3 separate regions of the Sus scrofa genome follow, and regions 2 and 3 are each linked to region 1. The links are chromatin contacts, called in public HiChIP or PLAC-seq maps. All regions are on one chromosome and are shown on one strand. Each heading gives the region's core, a stretch centred on a gene start, on an enhancer-like site or on the middle of the called end of the contact. The rest is flanking DNA. Distances are from core to core; before and after follow the strand shown. Region 1 overlaps C10H9orf3 (aminopeptidase O). Region 2 overlaps C10H9orf3 (aminopeptidase O). Region 3 overlaps C10H9orf3 (aminopeptidase O).

The links. HiChIP or PLAC-seq counts read pairs in DNA pulled down with a chosen protein or histone mark.
Region 2: an H3K27ac HiChIP or PLAC-seq map of skeletal muscle shows a contact between it and region 1, with 4 times the contacts expected there. The contact joins two enhancer-like sites. A contact is called at or near these places in 2 of 2 datasets of contacts at active chromatin or transcription factors (alveolar macrophages and skeletal muscle).
Region 3: an H3K27ac HiChIP or PLAC-seq map of alveolar macrophages shows a contact between it and region 1. The contact joins two enhancer-like sites. A contact is called at or near these places in 2 of 47 Hi-C or Micro-C datasets (brain and retroperitoneal adipose tissue) and 2 of 2 datasets of contacts at active chromatin or transcription factors (alveolar macrophages and skeletal muscle).

Annotation. Positions count from the first base shown.
Region 1 is chr10:27,142,730-27,147,487 of Sscrofa11.1, forward strand. All of the region lies in intron 14 of C10H9orf3 (aminopeptidase O), which reads right to left. Among named protein-coding and RNA genes, the nearest start is that of MIR23B, 65 kb to the left of the region's middle. Within about 2 kb of position 2,537, at least 39 of the 83 cell types and tissues checked have an H3K27ac peak or open chromatin away from gene starts, as enhancers often do. A contact at or near this core is called in alveolar macrophages and skeletal muscle, where this site is marked.
Region 2 is chr10:27,454,365-27,459,122 of Sscrofa11.1, forward strand. All of the region lies in intron 1 of C10H9orf3 (aminopeptidase O), which reads right to left. Among named protein-coding and RNA genes, the nearest start is that of C10H9orf3, 16 kb to the right of the region's middle. Within about 2 kb of position 2,862, at least 1 of the 83 cell types and tissues checked has an H3K27ac peak or open chromatin away from gene starts, as enhancers often do. A contact at or near this core is called in skeletal muscle, where this site is marked.
Region 3 is chr10:27,407,554-27,412,311 of Sscrofa11.1, forward strand. It overlaps C10H9orf3 (aminopeptidase O), which reads right to left. Exons shown (of 19, transcript XR_002336299.1): 3 at 811-977. Among named protein-coding and RNA genes, the nearest start is that of C10H9orf3, 62 kb to the right of the region's middle. Within about 2 kb of position 2,613, at least 4 of the 83 cell types and tissues checked have an H3K27ac peak or open chromatin away from gene starts, as enhancers often do. A contact at or near this core is called in alveolar macrophages, where this site is marked.

The sequences.
Region 1 (4,758 bases), core at 1,287-3,786:
TGTATGTGGATCTCTCAACACTTTGTTTTTAAAAGCTTCCTGGAATTATGTAGTGCTCAGGACACCAGCAAGCATTGTATTTCTTGATGGCCAGACCTTCTGCAAATTGATCTTACTTTAATTAAGACCTGAACCCAGGAGTTCCCGTGGTGGCGCAGTGGTTAACGAATCCCACTAGGAACCATAGGGTTGCAGGTTCGATCCCTGGCCTTGCTCAGTGGGTCGAGGATCCGGCATTGCCGTGACCTGTGGTGTAGGTCGCAGATGCAGCTCGGATCCCGTGTTGCTGTGGCTATGGTGTAGGCCGGTGGCTACAGCTCTGATTAGACCCCTAGCCTGGGAACCTCCACATGCCACGGTAGTGGCCCTAGAAAAGGCAAAAAGACAAAAAAAAAAAAAAAAAAAAAAAAAAAAAAGACCTGAACCCAAATCAGTAAGACAGCTCTGATGATTTCAACTAAAATTCTGTTTGGAGGATCCTAGTGGAAACTTCTAAGAGATTCCAAGGCAGTATTTCCCCAAGGCAGGGGCCCCACAGAGCAGATTCCTGTGTCAGCCTGGGAGACAGGTGCACCTCTTAGGCATGGCTGGGACTTGCCAGAGAAGAAATGGGGCTGCCTCCCTGGCCTAATTCTGGGGATACTTCAGCTGGCCCATAGATGCAAGGCTGCTGTTCCAAACCCTAAGAGCCTCTGCAGTCATTCTTCCTGAGGCTACGTTTCCTAAGGCTCCTTCCGGTCTTGTTAATATACCACGGATTACAAGTAACTTTAAACCCTGATAACAGTATTGAAAAAGCCCAAACCAATAACATTAATAACGACTGTGGGTGAGCAATGATGCAATGGCAACTCTTTAAGGCTAAGTGCTTTACGGTTAACGATTTTACAGATGAAGAAATTGAGGCTTATACAGGCTAGTCTATTCAAGATAAAAAACTGAGGCTTACACAGACGAATCTATTCAAGATAAAAAAGCTAGGAGTTCCCGTCGTGGCGCAGTGGGTTAACGAATCCGACTAGGAACCATGAGGTTGCGGGTTCGGTCCCTGCCCTTGCTCAGTGGGTTAAGGATCCGGCGTTGCCGTGAGCTGTGGTGTAGGTTGCAGACGCGGCTTGGATCCCATGTTGCTGTGGCTCTGACGTAGGCCGGAGGCTACAGCTCCGATTGGACCCCTAGCCTGGGAACCTCCATATGCCGCGGGAGCGGCCCAAGAAATAGCAAAAAAAGACAAAAAAAAAAAAAAAGATAAAAAAGCTAGTAAGAGGGAGTTCCTGTTGTGGCTCAGTGGTTAACAAACCCAACTAGCGTCCATGGGGACGCGGGTCCGATCCCTGGCCTTGCTCAGTGGGTTAAGGATCCAGCGTTGCTATGAGCTGTGGTGTAGGTCACAGACATGGCTCAGATCTGGTGTTGCTATGGCTGTGGTGTAGGCTGGCAGCTACAGCTCTGATTCGACCCTTAGCTTGGGAACCTCCATGTGCCACGGGTGCGGCCCTAAAAAGACAAAAAAAACAAAAACAAAAAAAGCTAGTAAGGGGTGAAGAGGGGACTTCAACCACAGCATGAAGGACTATTGGATCGGAGAAAGAAAATGTACTTGACGACTTCGATTTGATTCTAACAGCATCGATGACCCACAAGGCATTAGCTGGGGCCATCTCCAAAGTTCTGCGGAGAGAGAAGTGAACAGAGACCACACATGTTCTGGGAAAAGGAAAAAAAGACACGTCCATCCATAACAGAGTAACCTTTCTCTTGCTAAGAAAACTAGTCTCGGGGAAACTGCGCGGGGGGGAAATGCTCTTGACGAATGAATTCTTTCTACCAAGCTACTGTTAAAATTCAACTATTGCTAAAACAACATTTTCTTGTTTATTTTGATTTTGAATTATTTCTGATATTAAGACTTACTATAATGAACTGTCTTTCTAGAAAAGGAAGTATTTTCAAATATGCTGGTAAGAGTTTTTCACAGGAAAATGTCCCACCATGAATACCACAGCAATATTTCTTTAAAGAAGTATTTAAATGATGTGTCTCATCCTCCCAGATTATTGCAAGGTTATCAAAGACAAGTAATAAGAATACTGACGGTCACACAGATTTATAAAACCTCCCTCTCTCTTCTCTGCAGCAGGGCATGACTGCAAAACAGATCTGATACAAAAAATGAAAAACGAAGAAACTACAAATACGTGTTCAAAAACTTGAACAATCGCTGATGGTTACTTCGCTCTCCTCTCGGCCTCCTGGCTAAGAATCTGAACACCAGGCCAAGGAGTCTTGCAGCAACAAGTCAGAGTTCCTCTCCTTTTTTATCTTGAACTCCATCAGGATTACGGCTGTTCCCACAAAATTGAATGTGAAGTTCAGCAAAACTAAACAAAAAACATTATCTTTCACCTTCTGTTCTGGAGCCAGGTCTGCTCCACCTTCACTTTTTCCACTGAGCCTCTCCCTAGGATGGCTCAGGATAACAATGACTTTGCATTATGCACAGGGCAGTTCTTGGGGAGCATGAGTCAGAGGCAGACGCAGACACCAACAGCGCCAGCTCTGGAAATAACGGCTGCAGCTCTTTCCTCCAGGGTGGAAGGTGGTGGTCACCAAGCCGGCCTTGCCCAAACCTCCCCTGCTGGGAGGTCAAAGGCCAGGGAAACAGGTAAAGTGTGTGTGTTCGCAGGCACGGGCACCCGAGCTGTACACGCACATCAGCAATCCTTTGTTGGAAGCAAATTCAGCATGGTTTGGATCTGTTTTGTGATAATCTGGTGCTCTATGATTAGGTAAAGCTATTGTTGACTAAGCCAGTGACTTAATCTCTAATAAAGCCTCAAGGTACGCTGAGATTAGGAACACGGGAGTATCATCTATGCCTTCTCTCCAGCGCCCTTCCTTCTGCTGGGAGCGGGGGGGGGGGGGCTCCACGAGGCTGAAACAGCTTCTCATTTGGGACGGCATCTGCCAGTTGTGTTGCAGAGAAAACCCGGGCAGCTTCTTTCCCAACCCATAATATTCCTACTCACTTTGCCCTGCCAAATGTACACAGAGTTCTGGGGAACTAAACCTTTTATGATCCAAGTTCAGCATTTATCGATACTGTTTTGTGGGTGGAGGTGGTTTGATTTGGCCTGTAAGCTAACAGCCAAGTTCAGCAAGACCGCAGAAAAACTTCCTTTTAAATGTGCAATACATCAAGGCGCGAATGCATTTAAACATGGAAAGCAGCCTTGCACTTTAGATAAAAAAAAGATAACAAACATTAAAAAATATTTGCACAGACTGAAGAAAAGGCATTTGTAAGTACCTTTAGAGCCTTCCCAAATAAAATGCCTTGTTCTCGGGTCACACTATTGTTAGATGAAAAAGAGCAAAAATATTTTCATGTCACAGCTGCTTGGTCCGTGACAAACATGACAAAAACTTCAGATAATCTGTGCCTTGTAAAGTTCACTAAAGGCAAAATTTCACACTGGCCCTAACACCCTTCCAGACACCCAGCTGTCTCACCACGAAGTCCTGCCCGCTCGGAGCCCTCAAGGTCTGACCCAGTCCACGCCCACCCAAGCCAGGATGGGAGGGTCCTCGGGAAACTCACTCTGGACGAGGTTCTAGGCCACCAGGGCTGGACTGGGAGTGCCCCGCTGCATCTCCCGGCACTTCTTTCCCGCCGCCCTCCGGTGCCTGTGCCCCACAACGTGACAACGACCAGCCACACACGCTTCTCCCCAGGAACGCAGAGCTGCTCCGCTTCTACGGCTTCTTTTGAGGAGCTGCCCAGGCAGACAGCTGGAGAGAGCAGCGCCTGGTCTCAGGCCAGCACCACGGACCTCCGCGTTCTCACATGTAAACCAAGGGTTGGAGGGACAGAGGCCACAAGACTTCGGCCGACGGCCTGACAACCCCGGTTCTGCACCGGCTTCCCAGGGGATGCGCGCATGCGCAGCAACGCGAGCGCCTAGGCACCCCCGCTCCCCCCAAGCCGTCTCCCGACTCCGTGTACTCTTGTGGCCCAGCGCACTCAAGTGCCAGGGACCTCGAGTGGCCTTCACGCTCCTCCAAATGCTTGAGCTATAATTTTTTCCGGTTATTTTAGACAGCTCCTTGCTGGTGATGATTTTGTTTTCTGAAGTTACCGGAACGCTTAGTTCTTCCCGGTGTTCCACGCAGCAGCACTGCCCAAAGATGAGCTTCCCACAACTCCGAGAACCAGGTTCTCTTTGCCATCGAGAAACATGGCCACTCAACATGACCAAGAATCATTTCAGAGAATATAAGCGTTTCAAGACAGCTGCCTGTATGAGAATTCACTTTTTGTCATGAAATACATTAAACATTGCAACCGTGCCTCCTGAAAGGTAACAGGGGTAGTTCTTCCCTCACACCAGAAAGAAACGGTGCAAAATGACAACAGAGGAGGAGTAATGCCCAGTATTAAATGTCTTTCATGAGCTGGTATGTGTATAAACGCCGTCAGCCTTCAAAGGAACTTCACATCAAAATAGTTTGGGCAAAAGAAACAAGAGCAACAACTGAAGGCTAAAAAATGATTATAGACTGACCTAAAATGGAGCTCTGCTAGAATAGAAATCCTATCCGCAGCCTAAAGAGCACTTTGAGAGCTTCCAGTTTGGAACAGGAACAATGACAATTTATTCTACTATAAGTGGACCAACTAAAGAGAGACGCAAATGAAACTGCAGAGTAGTGCTGAGAAACAGGATCGGTCTTCTTGAATAAAGCCAAAGGATAGAG
Region 2 (4,758 bases), core at 1,612-4,111, 310 kb after region 1:
CCTGACATTGTCTTAAAAAAAAAAAAAAAAAGACAGAAGGTATGACTACAGCAGATGCAAAAGTAAGGGGTATTATTCCATGAAGTGCTTTGCATACCACAGGCCCAAGATAAATAACTAATGAACAATTTTGTGGGTATAATTCAACTAACACAGCCTTCAAACATAAAAAAGAACTGGCTTAATATCTAACACTTAAGGATGAGGGCATTATCAGACCACCCAGGAATTTTTGTTATGCTATGAGAAAAATTAACAAAACTTTAAAAACTCTATTAGGAGAAGTACTATGATTTATTATGTCTATAAATATTCATATACTGGAACAGGATCTAGATTAATAGAGTTGGGTTACAGGGTTCAGTAGTATAAAAACAGAGAAATTGGAAAAGAAAATATAGAGAAAAATAACAGCTTTTTAAAGAAGATTTCCTCTTCTAGAAATGATGAAAAATACTGTTTTTAATAGAAGCTATTTTTGAAATTTCAGCCTTAAAGAAATAATGTGAAAGTAGTTTATTAATAATGAATGCTCTGCTATTGAGAAAAAGTCACTGCTCTAGCTCATTGAAGAAAATATTTCATTAGCATAAACAGATGGGGATACAGACTCTGTGAATCCATGATCACAAGGGACTAGAAATCCAGTTCCCACTTACCGTGTGAATCCCCTCTAGAACAGATTTGCAGCATCATCCAGTAACTACTTCACAAGCCCTAGGTATTTTTAATACTGTTTATTTATTTGGGTTTTGTTTTTTTTTTTTTGTTTTTTTTTTTTGTCTTTTTCTTTGTTTTAGAGCTGCATTCATGGCATATGGAAGTTCCCTGGCTAGGGGTCGAATTGGAGCTACAGCTGCTGGCCTACACCACAGCTACAACAACACTGGATCCGAGCGGTGTCTGCGACCTATCCCATAGCTCTCGGCAATGCCAGATCCTAAACCTACTGAGCAAGGCAAGGGATCAAACCCACATTCTTGTGGATACTAGTTGAGTTCATTACTGCTGAGCCACAACTCCTATTTTTAATATTGTTAAAAATGAAAAACCAGCAAGGCAATCCAAATGGCCATCAAGTGATGAAAGGAAAAAGAAATGTAGTATATCTATACAATGGAATATTATTGCACCATAAAAAGGAATGACATACTGATGCATACTAAACATGAATGAACTTTGAAAAATTATGCTAAATGAAATGAAGAAACAAAAGGCCATATGTTATATGACTTAATTTATATGAAATGTCCGAAATAGGCAAATCTAGGGGTTTTTCTTGTGGGGAAATGGGTTAAAGATCCTTTGTTGTCACCGCAGCAGCTCAGGTCACTGCTGTGGTGCAGGTTCAATCCCCGGCTGGGGAACTTCCGTATGTTGCAGATGCAGCCCTCTGCCCCCCCCCCAAAAGACAAAATACACAAATCCACAGGGACAGAAAGCAGATTAGTGGTTGTCAGGGTCTGGGGAAAGGCAAAACAGGGAGTGACTACTAATGGATATAGGGACCCCTTTTGGAGTGATGACAAGATCCTAAATTAAACAAAGATGGGAGTGGATTAGCAATGAGATCCTGCTGTGTAGCACTGGGGACTACGTCTAGTCACTTATGATGGAGCACGATAATGTGAAAAAAAAGAAGGTATAAATGTATGCGTAACTGGGTCGCCATGCTGTACAGTACAACAGTAAAAAAAAAAAAAAAAAGAAAGAAAGAAAGAAAAATAAACAGAGATGGCTACACAACCCTATGAATATACTAAAAACTACTGAAATGTACAATTATATGGTATGTGAATTACATCTCAATGAAGCTGTTATCTTAAAAAGTGCAGGACAAAAGAAAAGTGAACCATTTAAAAGTTTTACGGCTTTCTTACAAGAATCCTACAGAGGATAAAAAATCTTATATAATTTGGAACAAAGGACTCAATAAAAACAGAAGTGATATTAGCAAGGATTAGTATAAGCCTGGTGTTTTAAAGGAACTATTTTTTAAAGATACTTATTGATTTAAAGAGGACTTTCCAGTTAAAGAACTATGCTATGCTAAGTACACATCTCCTAACATGGCCTAGCATTTCAACCTTAGAATTTATTGCAATATTATTTTAAAGACTATTTCAAAAACCGCTAGCCTTGAGTATTTGTATAAAACAGTATTTCCCAAGCTTTCATCACACAGGTCCCATCACCAGTATTTGTGTCAGCCTCGCACCATCTGTATTTTTATGAAATACAGTTCTTCAATCTACTTCACCATCGACTCACCTTTGTCATAATCATGAAATCATGGGTCTGAAGTGCTAATTCACATCTTCCCGCCATACATTAAAATTCAAACTATGCTTACCCATGCAGCACTTTAAAATACCTACAACTCAAGGAAACACTGGTTTTAAAAAATCAGCTTAGCCTGGGAACATATTTATATTTTAAAAAGTGATGGGGAAGTTAGAATGTTCAGAAAACTACTCTTCAGAAAAATTTAGGACTTTTCTATAGAGTAAGGCACATGTTCAGTGGGAGCAACGGGGCTGGCACTTAGCCAAGAAAAAGTATTTGAGCCCAGTGCTGGGGTGGATGGTAGAGGAAGATGGTGGGCAGTTGGCCTTTGTGAGGGAAGTGGCTGAAAGAACAGGGATGCCAGGCCTTCTCTACAAGTTCCTGGATACAGTGATACAGTCCAGGTGCCACTGCTGTGTTCAGCTTGTAAAAAGGAGTTGAACTTGGCAGAAGGGTGGCTGATAATCAGATATCAACCCTGCTTCCTTCCTGTCGACACCAGTCCTAATAGCCTGCAGAATCACCTACTAAAGCAGTGACTCCAGGGCAGAGAGAGAGAAGAGTCTGGGCTCTGCTGCACCTGTTCCTTCTGTCTAAGGGAAACACGGGTTAGGTTTCGTTTTGAAATATTAGGACCATGGGTGGCCTGAAACAGCTTCCTAAGAGGAGTTTATCCCCATTCCTGACGGGAGATGTCATCATACCTTTGCAAAAAACAAAACAAAAAACAAAACAAAACAAAAAAAAAACTCACATGGAAGACGCTGGAAAATTTGATCACTTTCTTTTTCACTCCCTTTTCTCACTGCAGAGGGATAAACTGCCTCTCTTAGTAGTTATCCATCCTAAGAAGGTAAAACAAGAACATGCCACTATCTTTATTCATTTAATAAGCCCTCGCTGGGAGTTACCGTCGGGGCTCAGTGGTTAACGAATCCGACTAGGAACCATGAGGTTGCAGGTTCGACCCCTGGACTTGCTCAGTGGGTTAAGGATCCAGTGATGCCATGAGCTGTGGTGTAGGTCACAGATGCAGCTCGGATGCCACGCTGCTGTGGCTGTGGTGCAGGCCGGCGGCTACAGCTCTGATTAGACGCCTAGCCTGGGAACTTCCATATGCCGTGGGTGCGGCCCTAGAAAAGACAAAAAAAAAAAAAGAAGTCCAAGCTGAATTCCGGAATAGCAAGGGCTTCAGAAAGACAGCGAATGAAGGCTCTTGCCAAAGAAAGTAGAAAAACAAACCAACTAAAAAAAAAAAAAAAAAACTTCCTGCCGCATTCCTATTCGTTAATTATTTTCCTGAAAGTAAGATATAACAACTTTTAAAAATAATTCTATACAAGAAAAAAAAATCAAAAATCATTTTAGATAAATCTGCTCCTGCCCCTGAAAGTGACCTTAGGGTTCTAGTCAGTAGGCTCAATGACGTATTATTTTTCTTAACACTCTTTTTCTATTCCTTTTTTTAAGAACACTAGCCACGGGTTCTTAACTCACTGAGCCACGATGGAAATTCCATTTATACTCTTGATATCTTTTAGACTTCAAGCACATGGCTTGGAGATGTAGAAAGATACATTTCCCTAGTATTTTTCTCAAGTTAACTTATCCTTTTTTATCATATAGTTATTTTTAAAAAAATTTAATATAGTTGATTTACAATGTTGTGTCAATTTCTGCTGTACAGCAAGTTGACCCAGCCACACACACATATACATTCTTTACCTCATATTCTCTTCCATCATGCTCTGATTTATTCTTTGACTGAGTGAAGCTTTAATATGTAGACCCAAAACTGTAAAGATGGGCTTCCTAAAGATTATTCAGAAAATATTAACTATAGGAGTTCCTGTCATGGCTCAGTAGTTATTGAGCGGGTTCAATCCCTGGCCTCGCTCAGCGGGTTGAGGATCCGGCATTGCCATGAGCTGCGGCACAGGTCTCAGATGCAGCTTGGATCTTACATTGCTGTGGCTGTGGTGCAGGCTGGCAGCTGCAGCTCTGATTCAACTCCTAGCCTTGGGAACTTCCATATGCTGCGGGTGCGGCCCTAAAAAGTGAAAAAAGAAAGAAAGATAAAGAAAATATTAATGATAGAACTACAAAACCTTTAAGTCTAAGTGGTTGTGTGCTATATTACACTGTCGAAGTGGTCTCCAGGGGTATTTTTAATCTAGGGAGACTACTCATGATTTTTCAAAGAATTTTATCCCAAGCATCAATTTCCAGTGAACATTACACATGCCAGCAGCTTCATTACTAGCAATTCAGATTAACATCTGTGAATATCCTCAGAAATTCATGAAAACATTTGTTTTATAACCAGACAAATCACAGCTCTTCTCAGAGATCTACCACAGTGCTTGTCAAAGTGAGGTGTGAAGCTCACATGCCCTGGAATCAAATGGAGAGGGAAAGGCTGGTGGGAATGGTGCTTATTAAAAATATAGATCCTGGAGTTCCCAGTATGGC
Region 3 (4,758 bases), core at 1,363-3,862, 260 kb after region 1:
TATGCTATGATGACAATTTTGAAATGATAATACGTACTATATATATTAGATTTTAAATACAAGAGGGAGTGGCAACAAAATGCTAGCTAACAACCATTTTCTTTAAAATGATTTAACTTTGTTACTTTTACTTTCTTGTAAATTGTAAAGTTTCTGTAGTAAGTAATGGAAGGAGATAGCGTATTTTAAATGAAGACTGTTACAATAAAAACTTTACCTTGCTGCAACATGCTCAAGATCTCAAGCAAAAAAAAGTTAATTATTGCAATAAGCAGGAAACTCAGACCAAAGCTTGAGGATGCATCTTCCCTGACATCTTTCTTATACACCTTTCGTTCAGAACTTCATGGCCAAATAGTGTACAGAACAGAAGCAATACCAGGACAACTCCAGTGGGCCAGCCTGCAGGAGCACCATTACTCAGCATAACAACGAAGAACCCTGTACCGGCTCCATGACCAAACCACAGGGAACTCAACTGGAACGGTGTGTCCATGACATGCTTGCTTGCCTAGAAGGTCTTCAACCAAGACCACCCACTTATGGCCCACAAACCATCAGGTGAGAGCAACTGCCGAAATAATCTCGGAATTGATAACTCTGGCATGAAGAGCACCACACGCCATGCCTAGGTGCCCAAGTGCCCCTCCCAGCCCCTGCTGTTTTCGCTGGCAGGATGTTTTATAGTGCGTTCAGTCCAACCCACCTAATAAAGGAGCTCTTTTAAAGTTGAGAAAAACACTGTGTATGGGGTTCCTGTGTCCAGCATGTGTGCAATACATAAAGAAGCACAGAACACATGTACAGTACCTTCCCGAAGCTGTGTTGGCTTGGCAGAATTCTCCCCACTCGTTAAAACAACAAAAGATGCAGCTGCTCGAACTGTAGCCTGCCATGTTGACATGGCAACGGGTGGCTCCTGGCATGGAAAAAGGGCCCTGTTGTTTATGGGAGATCCCATAGTATAAACACATGGCCTGCAGAAGAAAGACAAAGAAACAAAGGAGAAGAATCTTTAAAACGAGTTGTCACTTTTCTCACCACCATGGTAGTGAAGGTTAAGTTGCGCTTTCAAAGAGAAAATAGCGGAGGCTTTGTAGTTGACTAGTTTCAAAGCATCTTGAATTGAAACTGCCAAGGGCTGGCTATGTGAATAGCGGAGTGGTAACTTCTCCCAAATGAATTACTTAACTATATAAAGAGAGTTGTTTTGTTTTGTTTTGTTTTAAAGGGGAAAAATATTTTTTGGATGAAGTTTTAAATACTAGTCTGCCAAGTTAAAATTTATATTACCCTTGCCCCTCCCCTTAGGCCCTTAAGCCTTCAAAAGAGAAAAAGTTTTAGGGACATTCTTATGAACCGTTTGGAAAATATTCTGGAAAAGAAAACATGTTTAGGCGATCACTGAGATATTAATGCTTAGAAAAACAAGCTGGTGGTCTCAAATCCAGGGCTGGCAGGCAGATACCCCCAATCTTGGAAACCACCATCGCCAATGGAACCCTTGTGGGAATCCTTGTGTGGAGGCCAAGAACAAGGGTTGGCATATAAACAGGCGCGTAGGTCGCAACAACCAGGCTTGTGACGGGAAGGCCAAGGATAGAGCTGTTAGCAAAGCAAGTGCAGGAAACCAATGGCATGACGTTAGGCCTCATTCTGCTACAATTAAAAAATACAGACCCACCCATATCAAGGACAACCCCTTCCATGATTAAGTCACGGCCAGAGATAGAAAACAAAAAAATTTATGAGATGAGAGAGGTCTGTTCTTCCGACACTAGGGTGTAGGAGGCACGGACTGGCCCGGAGGAAGATGCCTTAGGAAAGTATTTCTACTTTTTGCTTTTCAGGGTTATGGCAAACCTGATATAGTTTTAATTGGCTTGTTTTATAGAGTAAATATTAGGGCAGAACACTACCTCTCTTGCAACTGGTTTTCCTTTTTTGTTAACGTTGTTACGACGAAACCTCTCTTGTGTTCTTACCGTGTGCAAGAACAGGGAGAATGATGGCCCCGCTCCTTCAGTTGGGGTCCAGGAAGGAAAAGAGAAACCTGGTCTAGGTCTTTTCATACAGGGAACTGGTTATACAAGTTACAGAAGAGTTGAGAAGCCAAACAGGGGACAATGAGGCAACCGAGAGATTAGCCACAGTGGTAAGTAGCTGTGACTCCACAGGTTGGAGGAGCTGGCGTTACTGGGTGTTACAGGCTTACAGCATCAGGGGTCATTGGGCGGAAGCCAGAGTCACCGTGGGAAGGTCCGGCGGGCGCTGGGACCAAAGGAGACTCATCATTGCTAGAGATGCACAAAAGAAGCAGAGAGGGGAGAGAAAATACCTTGTTTCTCCCCACCTCCTGCTCTCAAATGTTCCACCAGTGCCCTGCATTGGCCAAAACTGGCAGGAAGCCAAAGGCAAGGAAGCCTGGGAGAGGAGGTTCCTTGTCATTCAAAGAAAACAATAAGAGCCGAAAATGGACCTTACAGCAGACATGCAGTTGCAGTCTACCTCCTAGAAATGTATATGCTGTGATGATGCACAGGTTTGACATGAGACGGGGAAAGAAGTTTAGAAATTCAGACTTGGGTCCTGGCTGAATTACCGACTCACTAAATGGCCATGGGAAAGTCCCTTGACCACTCTGAGTCACATGCTAAATGGGGATGAAGGGCAGGACTTCTACTGCCTGTTGTGGTCTCTAAATCTATAGGATTCTGTGTTCCAGAATCATCGAGCCAAGAGCAAAGACAAATTTTTACGGAAGGCCCAGAATGTTCCATCAGTTTCAATGAGTGCTGAGCTCCACCCTGGTCTCCTTAGATCCTCGGTTAATTGATGAGCCTTGGTTAACTCTCCAGCCTCAGGCTGCCTGAGACCCTAAGGACAAAGCCCCCTAAAGCCACCTTCTTCCAGATGGGGCTGCTGGTGATGGATGGGTACTGGTGGGGGGAGCTTTAGCAGCTCACATAGCTCAGGTATATGGGGTCAAGGTATGCCTAGTTCTGAAAAATTCACCTGCTTTTTTCCCTCAAAGGCCCATCTTAGAGAAGGATCCCAAGAAGAAAAGTATCATTAGTGGAAAGAGAGTAAGTATGTTGCCATTGTCTACATGGCACGTGTAATGCCTCTCCCTTTGACAATGACTAATGACATTGAGAATCAAGGTTTTCTTTCTCAACGAAGCAGAATGGACCCCACAGCTTGAGCTCTAGGAATCCACTTCCACTCTAAGTAGACTTGTCCTTTTTTTTTTTTTTTTTTTCTGTATTTTCTGTGGCCGCACCCATAGCATATGGAGATTCCCAGGCTAGGGGTCCAATTGGAGCTACAGCTGCCGGCCTACACCAGAGCCACAGCAACGCCAGATCCGAGCCTCGTCTGTGACCTACACCACAGCTCATGGCAACACCGGATCCTTAACCCGCTGAGCGAGGCCAGGGATTGAACCCGCAACCTCATGGTTCCTAGTCAGATTTGTTAACCACTGAGGCACGATGGGAACTCCTCTAAGTAGACTTGTTGAATTAAACCTATTTGTGATGCTTACAGGGAAGTGGGAGGCCTCTGCCTAGAGATATCCTAAGACCTTCTCTGCCTCATGCAAAGGGGGCGCTTATCCCATATTGTGGTCTCAAGTCCCAGGGTGCTTAGGCCACTCTGAAAGTATCTGTGCTGTCTTGCTTTTGAACGCAGCACACTTCCCTAGGGTGACCCTGGTGGTTACAGGCTTTCCCTTTCATGCACAGGGAACAAATCCTCCCCAAAACACTAGCTTGCCAGGGTGTGTACTCCCCTTCTCCCTATAAGGTGGGTTGGAAACCTTGCTGGCATATTATCATGCATTCTGCTTGTTCCCTTAGGTATGCGGTCCCCAAGGCTTTTTCCATCAGCCTCCAGAAGAAAGAGATCTGAGATGACGTTATAGGTGAGAAACACTGCAGAGGAAGAATTAGAAGGACCTGGCGATTTGCTAAAGGAGAGGGAGAAGGAAGGGAAGGCCTCTCTGAGGTAGCCAGCTTCCAAGATGGACCCCAGTGACCTGGTCCCTGGTATTCACACCCATGCAGAGTCCCCTCCCACACTGCATCAGGGTTGGCCTTTGTGACCAGTGGGCATGGCAGAAGTGATATCACTTCTGAGATTCGACTATTTAAAAATCTCTGGCTTTTGTTTTAGGGGTTCTCCTCTCTCACTCCTTCTCATCCCTTGCTCGCTGGGGAATCCAGTTGCCATGGCATGAAGACATTCTGGCAGCCTATGGAGGAGTCCATGGGGTAGGAATGGAGGCCTCTGGCCCCCAGTCAGTGAGGAGACCTGAAACCTGCCAACAACCTTGCACATGAATTTGGAAGAACATCTTCCAGCTCCAGCCAAGCCTTGCGATGCCTGTGATCCTGGCAGCCAGCTGACAGCAACACTCTAAGAGGTCCTGAGCCAGAAGAACCCAGTTAAGCGCTCCTGGATTCCTGGCTTTCAGAAATGGTATATAAGTCTGGTTCTTTTAAGCTGTTAAGTTTGGGGGTAATTTTTTTTTGTTTTTTGTTTTTCTTTTGAGGGCCGCACCCATGGCATATGGAGGTTCCCGGGCTAGGGGTTGAATCAGAGTTGCAGCTGCTGGCCTACACCATAGCCACAGCCACACCAGATCTGAGCCACATCTGTGACCTACACCACAGTTCAGGGCAACACTGGATCCTTAACCCACTGAGGGATCAAACCCACATCCTGATGGATGCCAGTCGGGTTCTTAACCTGCTG